Linked DNA regions of Anas platyrhynchos: region 2 is linked to region 1. Evidence: chromatin contacts called from public Hi-C data. All regions are on one chromosome and are shown on one strand. The core of a region is the stretch at or near the end of the contact, and the rest is flanking DNA. Distances in the headings are between cores, read along the strand shown.

Evidence for each region. A called contact is a pair of places that touch in the nucleus more often than the background predicts.
Region 2: a contact with region 1 is called in a Hi-C map of subcutaneous adipose tissue, with 2.5 times the contacts expected there. The contact joins the enhancer-like site here to the promoter of LOC101791836 in region 1. A contact is called at or near these places in 2 of 8 Hi-C or Micro-C datasets (liver and subcutaneous adipose tissue).

What each region holds. Positions count from the first base shown.
Region 1 is chr10:15,209,369-15,214,872 of IASCAAS_PekinDuck_T2T, forward strand. It overlaps LOC101791836 (UAP56-interacting factor), which reads left to right and starts at 3,898. Exons shown (of 9, transcript XM_027465171.3): 1 at 3,898-4,057. The coding sequence starts at 3,970.
Region 2 is chr10:15,292,383-15,298,234 of IASCAAS_PekinDuck_T2T, forward strand. PLS3 (plastin 3) reads left to right here. Exons shown (of 17, transcript XM_027465194.3): 3 at 3,545-3,631. The coding sequence starts at 3,565. Among named protein-coding and RNA genes, the nearest start is that of PLS3, 28 kb to the left of the region's middle. Within about 2 kb of position 4,244, at least 2 of the 8 cell types and tissues checked have an H3K27ac peak or open chromatin away from gene starts, as enhancers often do. A contact at or near this core is called in subcutaneous adipose tissue, where this site is marked.

The DNA.
Region 1 (5,504 bases), core at 2,648-5,147:
GCATGCTCTATCAGTGAATCTCCCTTTACTGGGATGTAAGTAGGTTGGATACAGATTGCACTGGAGCTACCAAATCCCCTGTCATCCTGCACATGTGTGGGTTGAGTCCAAGCCCATGCTATTGTAGTTATCTTTAATCAAGTATGTCATGCATTTCACAACTCACATCTCTATCACACAAAAGACTGTCTAAGATAGGAAGTAACTGTTGTGACCTTGTCCTAGATAACTGGACACGAGATGATCAACTGTAGTGTGCTTTAATACAATCATTTTGGTGTGACATCATCCTGTAGGCCTCCAGCTCTAAACATACTTTTCATGGGATGACTTTAAGGATGTTCTGCATATTCCAGAGGTATAGCTAATGGGTTTAGTAAGAGTAGTTCTGCATATACCAGGCTGAGATCTCATTTTCTAATCCACATACATACAGAGAAAAAAAAAAAATCCTTCTCTAAATCCCTTGCAGTCTTACAGTATCCAGACTGCAACTGCTAAATGCATTAAGAAGCAAATCATGGAGCTCTTCATTAACTGTTAACAAGAAGTGGATGACCTGTCAGTGAACAGTTGTTATCACTGAGCAGAACTTGATGATATGCACCTCAACCACCTTATTACATCCACTCATAAGTTTTGCATAAAAGCTGAAGTACTATCATCAAAGTAGCTCACATTCTAGGAATGGTTAATGAAGGCAAAAATCAGCAAGATCAGGAGGCTTGTATTCTCAGTAAGCCTGTGGAACAGTTTTGTTCTCTTCCATCTTCTCAAGATGATTATCAAGTAGCAGCACATGGTTAAAAGGCCATGTTCAGCATCTAACAATAAAACATAAGCTCTTTGATGATGGTGCACCGATTTCGGAGCAAGCTAATGAAGCTATACGGATACCAGTACTCATTAACTGCTGAATTACTCTCCTAGAGCTCCAACCAATTAAAAAGCCTCAACACTCCCCCTTGTGGGAAAAATACGAAATATCACGAAAATACCTGAGAGGAATTCTGGCCCATTGAGATAAGCAGCTATTTATGCTTTGAGCAATTCTGATATACGGTGGAGTGCTTCCATACCAGCAGATACAAAGGTATGTATGCAGATGTTAAATATTTCCTTAACACATGTTCCTACAACCACCCTGACCTACTTCTCAAGAAAAACCCTTCATTTATTTCCTAATGCATCATGTAGTTTTGGGTCTGTTTCACTGAAAGTGAACAGTCATATTTCTGTTATTAAGTAACTGCAAGTTGAGACACCCCTAAGAATAACAGACAAAGTGGTCAGGATTAATTTTAAATACATACTTTTATATCAAGGCATAAGACTTATGACAACAACAAATCATCACAAGTTCTTTAGCATGCAGAAGATTCACTAAATCTACCAAGAGACTGAGAAAATATTTCAGATAATACAAGTCTTTGGATGCTGGCATGTGTTCTCTTCTCCCACTGACTTCTATTTTTATTTGTTTTAGCTAAAAGCCTTCTAGGGTTCCTTAGGGTTTGGCTATGTGACAAAAGGAGCATTTGATAAATTGAAATGCTCATTGCCCTGAAATAACACTTTTTTTTTTTTTTTTTTTTTTTTGTGAAAAAGTTCATTATGCATGTGCCTTCAGTGAGGGGAGTACCTGGCACCTTTGGCAGAAGTCTCGGCCCCAGTTTGCTCCAAGGGCTTAGCTTGACAGCTTGTTGCTACAGTGTGATTTAGTCAATGCAAAACAGTTCTAGAGGGAAATGTAGCAAAGTGGTTTTTTTTGTTTTGTTTTAATGAAGCCACTTTAGCCTTCAAAAAGCCACATACCTGAAATTCCTTTCTTAGGATGCAGGGTCGATTTTGTCTGCTAGATACTTGCAGTGTTATGCAGGGCAGGGGGACTGTGCTTCTCAAGAGCTTCTGGCTCTTAGGGCCTTTTCACCAAGTCCAGCATATAACACCTACATTGCTAATGTGAGAAATTACACAGAACTGAGTTGACGGCAGTGCTTAGACATACAAAGCAAATGGGACACTTGCCAAGACATTAAGAGGCCACAGACTGGCAGCTGAGAGAACAGAGTGTGTATCAGCTCATACTTCCCAGATGCAGAAATATGGCTCGTAAAGATTTTATCACTGCATTAAATCCTATGTGGCTTAGAGAAAAATAGGTAATAAAATCTCTCATCTAGTGAAGGAGAAATTGCTTTATTGTAGTTCAATTAAAAAAAAATGTCATTTGAAAATGCCTCCTATTTACTAAGTTGCTTTCAATATTTCTAAAACTCTGCTTTTGTCTTGTTTTGTCTCTTATTTATTTCACTAAAAATGATAAAATGGAGACACTATTGGAAATCTCTCAGCTGTTGCTTTTAGATCCTCTGACAATATAATTAAACATGATTTTGTAGAAGGTAACGATGCTTTTCATTACAGTGGCCTCACCATGGACCAACTCCAGCTTCCTACCAGTGCAGAAACCTGGGCCATACAATCCACATCTCACCTGTACTCAGTGGAGACTCCAGCCTGCTCCTACACTCCTTCTCTTGCAGTTCCTTGGAAATTCCTGCTTCACAGCAGGCTCCAGGACACCTCCCAGAGCCCTTCTCCAACACGCTTGTTGGGTGCCAAAAGCTGACACTGCTGTAGACCACCTCTCTAAGCCCATTGCTAAAGACCAGGTTTATGTGTATACTTCCACTCCTACTCCAGCAGTTGCAGCTTCCCTGACTTCTCTAAATTGCTAGGAAATTGCTAATGGGTCCCTTTGAAGGGAAAGCTCCTGGACTAGAGGGCATTAGAGCCAGGGATCCCCAAAGAGCAGTAGCAGTACCCGCAGGAAATCTTGTACATCACAGAATCACAGGGTATAACAACTTTAGTCTCCTAACATTTTGTATTAAAATACTTTAATGGTCATCCTGCAGTGTCATTGCAAAAAATAGCTAAGGTTATTTGTTGGTGGCTCTGCTCTTTTCTTTTACAAAAGGACAGTTCCCTAAATGAACACTTTCACAAGTACTCCATCTTGCTAAGAGCTATACACATACCAGAAGGCAATCTTTGCCCTGATTTGTTTGCATGTAGAAATTTCTCTCCCTATTTGAAGTGCAAGCTATTGTGGAAAACATGTTTTGAAAACACGGAATGTGCAGACTTAGTTCTGAGACTTATGTGGCCTTTATTATGTATGCAGTGTGGAAGGTTATCTCAGAGCACTTGTATAGACGCTTTAGAAAAATACGATCTTTGTGTACAGTACTGCTAACCTGTGGGAGAGGAGGGATTGTTCTCCCCCTCGTACCACTTTAGTTTAGTTTTATCCAACTAAAAGTAGAGGAAGACAGTTTAGGTGATTTTCAAGGTGCAGGACAGCACCAGTGCCACAACCGATGTGCCCTAGAGACTGAAAGATCCCCCCGAAAAATCGGACTTCTGTGAGTGGTCCAGGGGCGCTCAGGGCCCAGTCCCAAATGATGCTTGTTCCCCGAGCTCACGAATACAGACAGCAAGCTCCATTCCTGAATACAAGCCAAGAGTGCCTCCCCTCCTCGAGTTACCACGTCTTTCTAGCTTTCAAAATGAAGCAAAGCCATTCCTCCTTCTCCATCACTCAGAAATGCCTTTCCGAAGCTCTTCCTCTTGCCATAAACCCCAGAGGAGAAGGGCTCGGGAGGAGAACAGCGCTAGCACAGAGGCTGGGGCACGGTGCCCGGCGGCGCTGCACAAAAACCTCCCGGGACCGAGCGGGGATGCCCCGAGGCTGACTGCAGGGGGGTCGGAGCGGGCAGAGCGCCAGGGCAGGGCCGGGAGCAGCGGGCGGGCCGGGACAGAGGGCGGCTGGCGGAGGGCCGAGGCGACCCGGGCAGGGTGCCGGGGCCGCCGCAGGGTGCCGCCGGCGGGTGCCGGCACATTCCGGGCAGGCGCACTGCGAGAGGAGCGGGGCGGCGGCGGCACACAGCGCCCTGAGAGACCATGGAGGCGGCGGGGCCGCAGCCGGGCCCGAGCCCCAGCCCCGCGGCGGGGCCGCAGCCGGGAGCTGAGGAGATTGACATGTCCCTGGGTAGGTCCGGAGCAGGGCGGGGGTTGCTGCTTGGAGCTGGGTTGCTGGGGGGGGGGGGGGCAGCCGGGGACGGGCGCGGGGCGCTGCCAGCCCCGGCTGCGCTGGGGGGAAGCCGGCTGGGGAGGCGCAGCCGAGGGAGGAATCGGGGGCTCGGAGCCGTGGCGGTGCTTTCCAGGCAGCGCCCCGAAACTTTGGGGGGGGGTTCAAGCGGCACGGGCCGGGAGAGGCTCACGACTGAAAGACGGAGATGAGACATTGAGACATAGCCCGGGGTGTGCGGGTTATTTATAGCTGCTTGCTCGTGATGCTCGTCATTCCTCTGGCAGCGGATATGGGAGCTGTGCATAAACAACTGCCCTTGTATTAACTCCGAAGGCTGGGACGGCAGGGTTTGGGCTATCGATCTTGGTGGATTATCCCGGTGACATCGCCGCTGTGGAAGGAAAGTCCACCAGCACCTTTTAAGACTGGGTTAGCTTCCTGACAGGAGCCCTGCGTCATTTCCCAGCAGTGAGCCGCTTGTCAGGAATAGCAGAACATTTTCTACAGCCAGCTCAAGCTGGTACATGATACTGATGCACATGCCTTTTAATGGCGGTATGAGGATTTAGAGCAATAATTGGTTTGGTCCCTAACTTCATTTGTTTGTTTGTTTGTTTGTTTGTTTTTCCCCATGGTGTTGCTTGTGCACCTGCCTTCTGTTTGTTGGTACGTGATACTCCCCTTTCTTCTGTTCTCCCTCAACACTTCCCTCAGTCAGACCTTCTGCTTCCACCTCCACGTTCAATGCAGAATACGCTTTACTCAGAGGAGAAGAGAACCGCAAAACCAGAGCAATGGTTATGAACTGATACTTTTACCACCAGGTGCATACGTATGTTGGTTCTTATATGAGTTAGCAGTCACAGGTAACTGCAGGAGTTATGCTAAGGCTGCCCTTGTGGATCTAATTCTGTCTTGGAGGCACAGAAGTACCTTAAATGACCCCTCACTTTCGTATTCCATTACGTTGCCCTGTTAACCCCATCATATTTATGGGAAAAGAAGAAAAGGTAAGAACTGATACCCAAAACACTGATAGACCAGGCAGCTGAGCATTCATCTCCTCTTTGCTCCTAGTGAGCTTTTCCTTGCAGTGTGGAGAACCCACCCTGGGACGCCTGTGATGACCTCCCTGCCGAGCAGGCAGGGCTGCTGTCAATATGCTTCAAAGCAGTCTGTGCCCCCAAATAGCGCATATCCCAAAGGCACACTTAGCTGAGAACATTAGCGCATTCATACCAAGAGCATTGCACGGCCTCTCCCAATGTGCTCTCTTCCTAGCAAACTTGATAGAGAAATCACAAAAGCAGTCACGCAGACTATTCTTACATCTGCTCTTGTTCGCTTTCTCTGGGCCTTGTATTAATTTGGACACAGGATTCTCTTGATAGAAAATGACAGGTGA
Region 2 (5,852 bases), core at 2,994-5,493, 83 kb after region 1:
GAGCAAATACAGTGACCCTGATGCGCTGGCTGTGGTGTGTTTAGAAGCTACAAAGCTTGTTTACACAGAAACTTGATACGGCTCCTATCTGGGAAGGGAGTTGATATTAGAAAACCTGAGATGCACTTAAAGCAGCTCTCATCTCCAGCAAAAAGTGGGGTCTTCAAAGCGCATAAATGGGCTGCACGCCTGCTGGCCGTGTGCTTCTGTGAAGCTGCTTTAATGCATCCCAGGAGCAGGGAGCCCCCCTTGCTCTTCTTTCCTGATGGAGGGATGCAGGCAGGAGTGAAGGGATGTTGAACAGGAATTACTTCCTTATACGCTCTGTTTCTGTGCACATTGACCTGAATGGGTCAATTGCACATTGAATGGGCCTTCTGTCACCAGGGTGTGTAATGAGCATGGGATCACTAGCTTCTGTCATCTTTTGTTGCTCTTTCTCTCTTCCTTCCTCTAAAATGGGTCTTTAAGCAGAGTTTGTCTCTGGCCATCATTGCGTGCCCTACAGAGGCTCTTCTCCCAGCAGAAGTCGATGGGACGTGGTGAGGCATGAGGGACGCGGTACTGGGTCTCCACCAGGACTTTGAGAGAGACAGCTGATGTGTGATCACTAGTGTAGTGTTATAAAAGGGCTTTTATGTCCGTGAAGACAAAGCCAATTGTTTAAAAATGTGTCTGAATGAAAAACACAATTCTGAATGCCCTTGACTCAGCTACTAAAAAAAAAAAAAATCAAACAAAAAAACAACTAAGCAACACACACAAAAAAATAAAATAAAATAAATCTGAAGAGCTCTCCAGCCCAGTGTGCCAAATGTAGGTGTAATCCTCTTCACTGGGAGAAAGCAAGGGGACCAACCAAAATGGAAAACCCACAAACCTCCATAAAATCCTTCTAGGAGCTTAACTGTCCCTGTCTACTTATAACTGTCTCCATCTCACTAACCTTTTCAAATACTGTTTTGTTATATCATAACACTTTCCCCTCCTCAGACAGTTATAATGAGATCAGGTGTCTGCTTTTTTTCTCTCTTGGTTCAAGTTCTCTCTTTCTCCTCTCAACTTGAGAAACAGAAAGAAGAAAGTGATATGAAAACAGAGGTAAATCTTTCATAGACTTGCTAAGATGAAAAATATAGAGACTGGATTTTTTTTTTTCCAGTGAAAACCCACACAAACAATGGTAGGGCGTATCCTGAGTGTGATAATTCTCTGATAGTCAGACAATGCAGCTTTAATAAAAAAACTCTCAGCTTACAGTGGTGTTAGCTTCTTGTTTTGGTGTTAAAGATGGTAGAGATAGACAGCAGCAAATTAAATTCCAATGAAATGGATAGGCAGTGATGTTTTTGGAAATCCATTTGAAGAGAAACCCTAACGGTTTGAAAATGAATTGGAGCAAACGAGGATTAGGAAAAAAGAATGAGTGAGGGTGGCTTGGCTGAATCTTTAGTATTATAGTTCAGCCTCTCCTGCCTGTCAGGTGATGCCATGTGTAGCCGAAACTGCTTTCAATCTCGATACCAGAGTGTTTCTGCCAGTTGTGAAATCCACCTTTGGTACCGTGCAGTGAACTTGCTCAGAGCTGACTTTGTTGCCAAGCAACTGCTTTATCCCCTGGAAAAAAAAAACAAACACCCAGGTTTTGGTTTTGGAGGCCCCAAGGACCAGGCTGGTTGGGTGCTGCAGAGGAGCTGGCTCGGTAACAGAGAAGGTCCCAGTCGGGTGGATTGGGCACCCAGCGAGAGGAGCAGCTGTAAAAATTTACCATGGTGTTGTTTTACTCTGTGAACCTGAACAAGCTTTGCAGCAATTCCTCCTTCTGTCCTGTTCTTGTAGTATGAACCCAAGGCTGAAGTCAGTTGTCTGGCTGTCAGTGGCTCTTGCTGACTGTTAAATACCTTGTCCTACCTGCTGGCAACTCTGCAGATGCTCGGAGCTGGGGTCTGATGTGCTCTCCTACATGGCTCTGCAGTGATGCAACTTCTTGTTGCCTTTCTCTGCTGGCACCTGTCAGTGCTGTTTTCCCAGGGTGCCACGCCTGCCCATCGCTCTCATCTCTAATGACTTCCCTCCTTCCAGACTGAATGAAGTATTACAGAAAATGAATATTTACAGCTATAGGCAAACTTGTGTTCTTAACCCAGCAAGTGCTCTTAGAGCAGCTGTGAGCTTCAGACAAGAGGCTTGCTAGTCAGAGCAGAGGTATTCATGAATCCAAGCCTGGGTTGTCGCATAAGCAGTGAGCCAGCCCGTTCAGGATCCTGTCTTCTGAAGGTCTGTAAACCTGAAATCAGCCTTCATCCTTTGCTCGCAGAGGTGTAGGCTGCTTCTGTTCCCATAGGCAGAGGAGGAAACCTTTTATTTTCCTGCTTTGTAGCTAACAAAGAGTTGGAAAATCTTGGGTTGCAAATCTCACTGGAAGTTGCATTGAGCCTGCCCAGATCCTCATTTTCAAAGACCCTTAGTTAGTCTGTAGCTAATGTGTGTACTGGAATGTGGGCACTGTTAGCAATGCCCATAGTTTTGCAGGAGACCGCTGCACAGGGTTTGTCCTGTTTGCATGTCCAATGAATCACTGCTCTCTCTTGTTTGTATCAGTCAAAGTGCCAACATCATCTGACGCTGCTGTCACAAAAGTCATAGGAAGGGAGCATGGGCAGGTCCCTGGTCTTTCGCCATCTTTCTGGTGATGCCTCTTCTCTGGGCTAGCAGGCTGCCACCTATCCAGTGCTTGGAAAGAAAGATTAGGATATACAGGGGCAGGAAATGCATGCCTCATCCTTTGCTTATTTAAACACCCTTGAAGCTGTGCTGATCTGATCAATGCAGCGTTTCGGCATGCTCATGGCTGGTGTGGGGCTGGTGTGGGGCTGTTGTTGGCTGTAGGGCACTCGCTTGCTTGCAGTGTTCCTGGCATGCCTGACTGAGGAGTGTGCATGGGGTCAGTGGCTGTGCAAACAGCCCCCGTTCCTTGCATACCATTGAGAGACTGACTCTGGGAAATCGGTGTTTATTCAAAGAGTTTTGTTGTAGAAAAGCAGATTTCCTCTTGGCAAACAATATCAGGTATACTATTTTGTGGAAAAAGACCTTTTTCAGCTACAGTTCAGAATCTTTATTTGGTTTAGGTAGTTGCACGCTGTCAGTGGGCAGATGGGCAGGCAGAGCATTCAGTATCTATTGTATTAATATTTTAATTATAGATACCTGTTCTGTCAAAGCTGTGGAAAATCCCTGGAGATATGAACTTTTCCCAAACTACAGCATGTACCTGTAGTGGGTGCCTTAATGTGTGCAGAATAACACAGCCTGTAAAATAAATATAGAGAGCTAAATATTAACAAAGCTAATGGGATTTCTGACTTGGTAAGGAGCACATTTCCCATCTTCCAAGTTTCACATCTGTTTTTCTCGGTGGAAAGATAAATGTGACTTTGAGAGGTACGGTGACCTTGTTACCGATTGTTACTGTACTGCTGTTCAAAACTGCGCGTGTTTGAATGCAGCTTGGTTTCACATAGCGTCCTTTTTCTCTCTTCAGGTGACCACTAAATTCATGAGATGGCCGTCACCACGCAAATCTCCAAAGATGAGCTGGAAGAACTCAAGGAGGCCTTTGCCAAAGTTGGTAAGTCGCAGTGAGAAGGTCACTTTTGTCCCTGTCTGCTGTATGTTTGAAGAGGACTTATCCCCGCCCCATGAAAAATGGTGCCAGCAGGACACAGGCAGTCGCCTTGTCTTGTGGTTGTCTTCATGCCCAGGAGTCCCTTAACAGTTTTGTTACTTCTGGCATGTCACTTCTAGCCAAGGAGCACATAGGAAAGGACATGGGCAGTGTGGCTGCCAGTGAGCGCTGGTGGATAGCATTGCCTTGGTGCTCCAGGTGGGCTTCTCTGGCTGCTGATGGTGGAAGAAATATCCCAGGAGGCATCGTGTTCCTTTGGCCCAGGCAGCACTTCAGGGCTTGCACAATGCTTGGTCCTCAGGGTGTTGGCTTTGGCAGTTGGGGCTTAGCTGTGCAGAGGGCAAATGTAGGCTCAACATTTCTGGTTTGTGCAGATGCATTTGAGGCACCACAGTTGGTGACCTTATAGGTGAAGCCTAATTAGTGGCCGCATACCTGGACATTATGGAGCAACTTGCGGTGATAATAAAATGCTTTGTGGCCACTGTGCACGTGCAGTGCCCTCTGGTGGCTCTGTTTCTCCCTGGGTCTCCCATCCGTCACAGCTGGTGATACTCGGTTGCCCAAGCTGCAACCTGCTGCCTCCGCCTGCCTCCCTGCTCCCCTATACTAGCATTGCACAAGCCCCTGGCAGGCTGCTTCAGGAAGCTTAAATGGGCAGAGGTGACATCATGGAGAAAACTTTTCTGCTGGTTTAGTTTCCTGATAGGGCTTATAGAAGGATCAGAAAAAGTCCAGGGAGGGGTGGGATGGGAGCAGGATGGTGACAGTGGGCTGAGGTCAGTGCCTGCAGCTGGGGAACCATGCCTGGGGCTGGCACTGGATGAGAACACATTGCACAAGTGGTCAGATCCGCCCCTGCTCATCTCCCTGGCTGCACATCCATGCTGCTTGAGCACTGGTTATTGCTCTGAATCAGTAGCTGCCTCGCATCTGAACAGAAGTTTCACTTGCTCTAAATTAAGAACGTGTAGGGGAAAAAGTAACTTTCAAAGGTAACCAATTCTCACAGAATAGCATTTGCTGTCAGGATATGAAGCAAGTTGTGTTTTAGGCAGTTCCCTCTCCTATCTTGCTCTTGTCCCAGACTTTTCTAGCAGGTGGAAGTCAGCTGGCACAGAGGCAGGTGAGTAACCATCCTGCTTCTAGCTGTGTAATGCACTTCTAATTGCAAACTTTGAGACATGGGTGTGGGCAGCTTGCTCTGTCCTTGGATAAATTTTAAATGATTCATTTGGCTGGATGGAGTGGCTTTTTGTCACTAGTGTGTAGGGAAATTATTGAGGTTAGGTTGGCTGTCTGCCGTTGCACTGAAAACAGTGGGAAACTCAAGTCCGATAGTAATTTGTTTCAAGAAACCAGCTTGTTCTGCTGTCCCTGTTCAGTTTACCAGTATAAAAGAAATGTCAAAACTTACGTATTAAAAAATGTGATAATTAGCCATTAGTATGTACCCACAAGTGTGATGAGATCTACTAGTTTTTTTTATCTGCCTTCTGTTTTGTGTGCTGTAGGCATGGCACAGTTCACAGACACTGCTGTGGGAGGGCCTGTGCCTGTCAAGAGCATTTTTAATGCTTTTGTTCCTTTAATTCTTGCCTAAAGGTGCCATCTTTGCCCTGGGCTATATAACTGCCTGGTAATGATGTGGCTGGCTTCCTCTGGGAACTTCTAATGGTGTCCCCAGTAAATGTGAAAAAACACTGGACTGAGGCTGCTGTGTAAAGCGAGATTTTTCTTCCACTTCAGAATCCAGCTACTTGGAAAACTTTGAATGCAATGAGGCATGGTTATAGTAAAACTCAGCTAGCTGGTTTCTTTGATGTCTTAAGAGAGATGTGGGGAGGGAGGAAGAAACACTTAATGGAGTGATTTCTGCTCACCAGGTGATGTGCAAGCTCCAGTACATGGCTGCGCTGGCTTCCTGGAGACCTGCTTTAATTCTCGTACGGGGCAAGTCACGGCTCTGGCCAGGAACGCTCCTACCACAACAGCTGTTGCTAGTGTAGATTCACAGGGCTTTGAGGATGTGCGTCTGATCAGTTGCTCTGTGTGCAGCTCGACTGGGTAGATCGTCAGCTTTCTAGTGTCAGAGGGTGTCCCTAAGGTCTGCTAATGTGTACTCTGTCACCTCTTGCTCTCTGTGCCTCTTGCAGGTATCCCC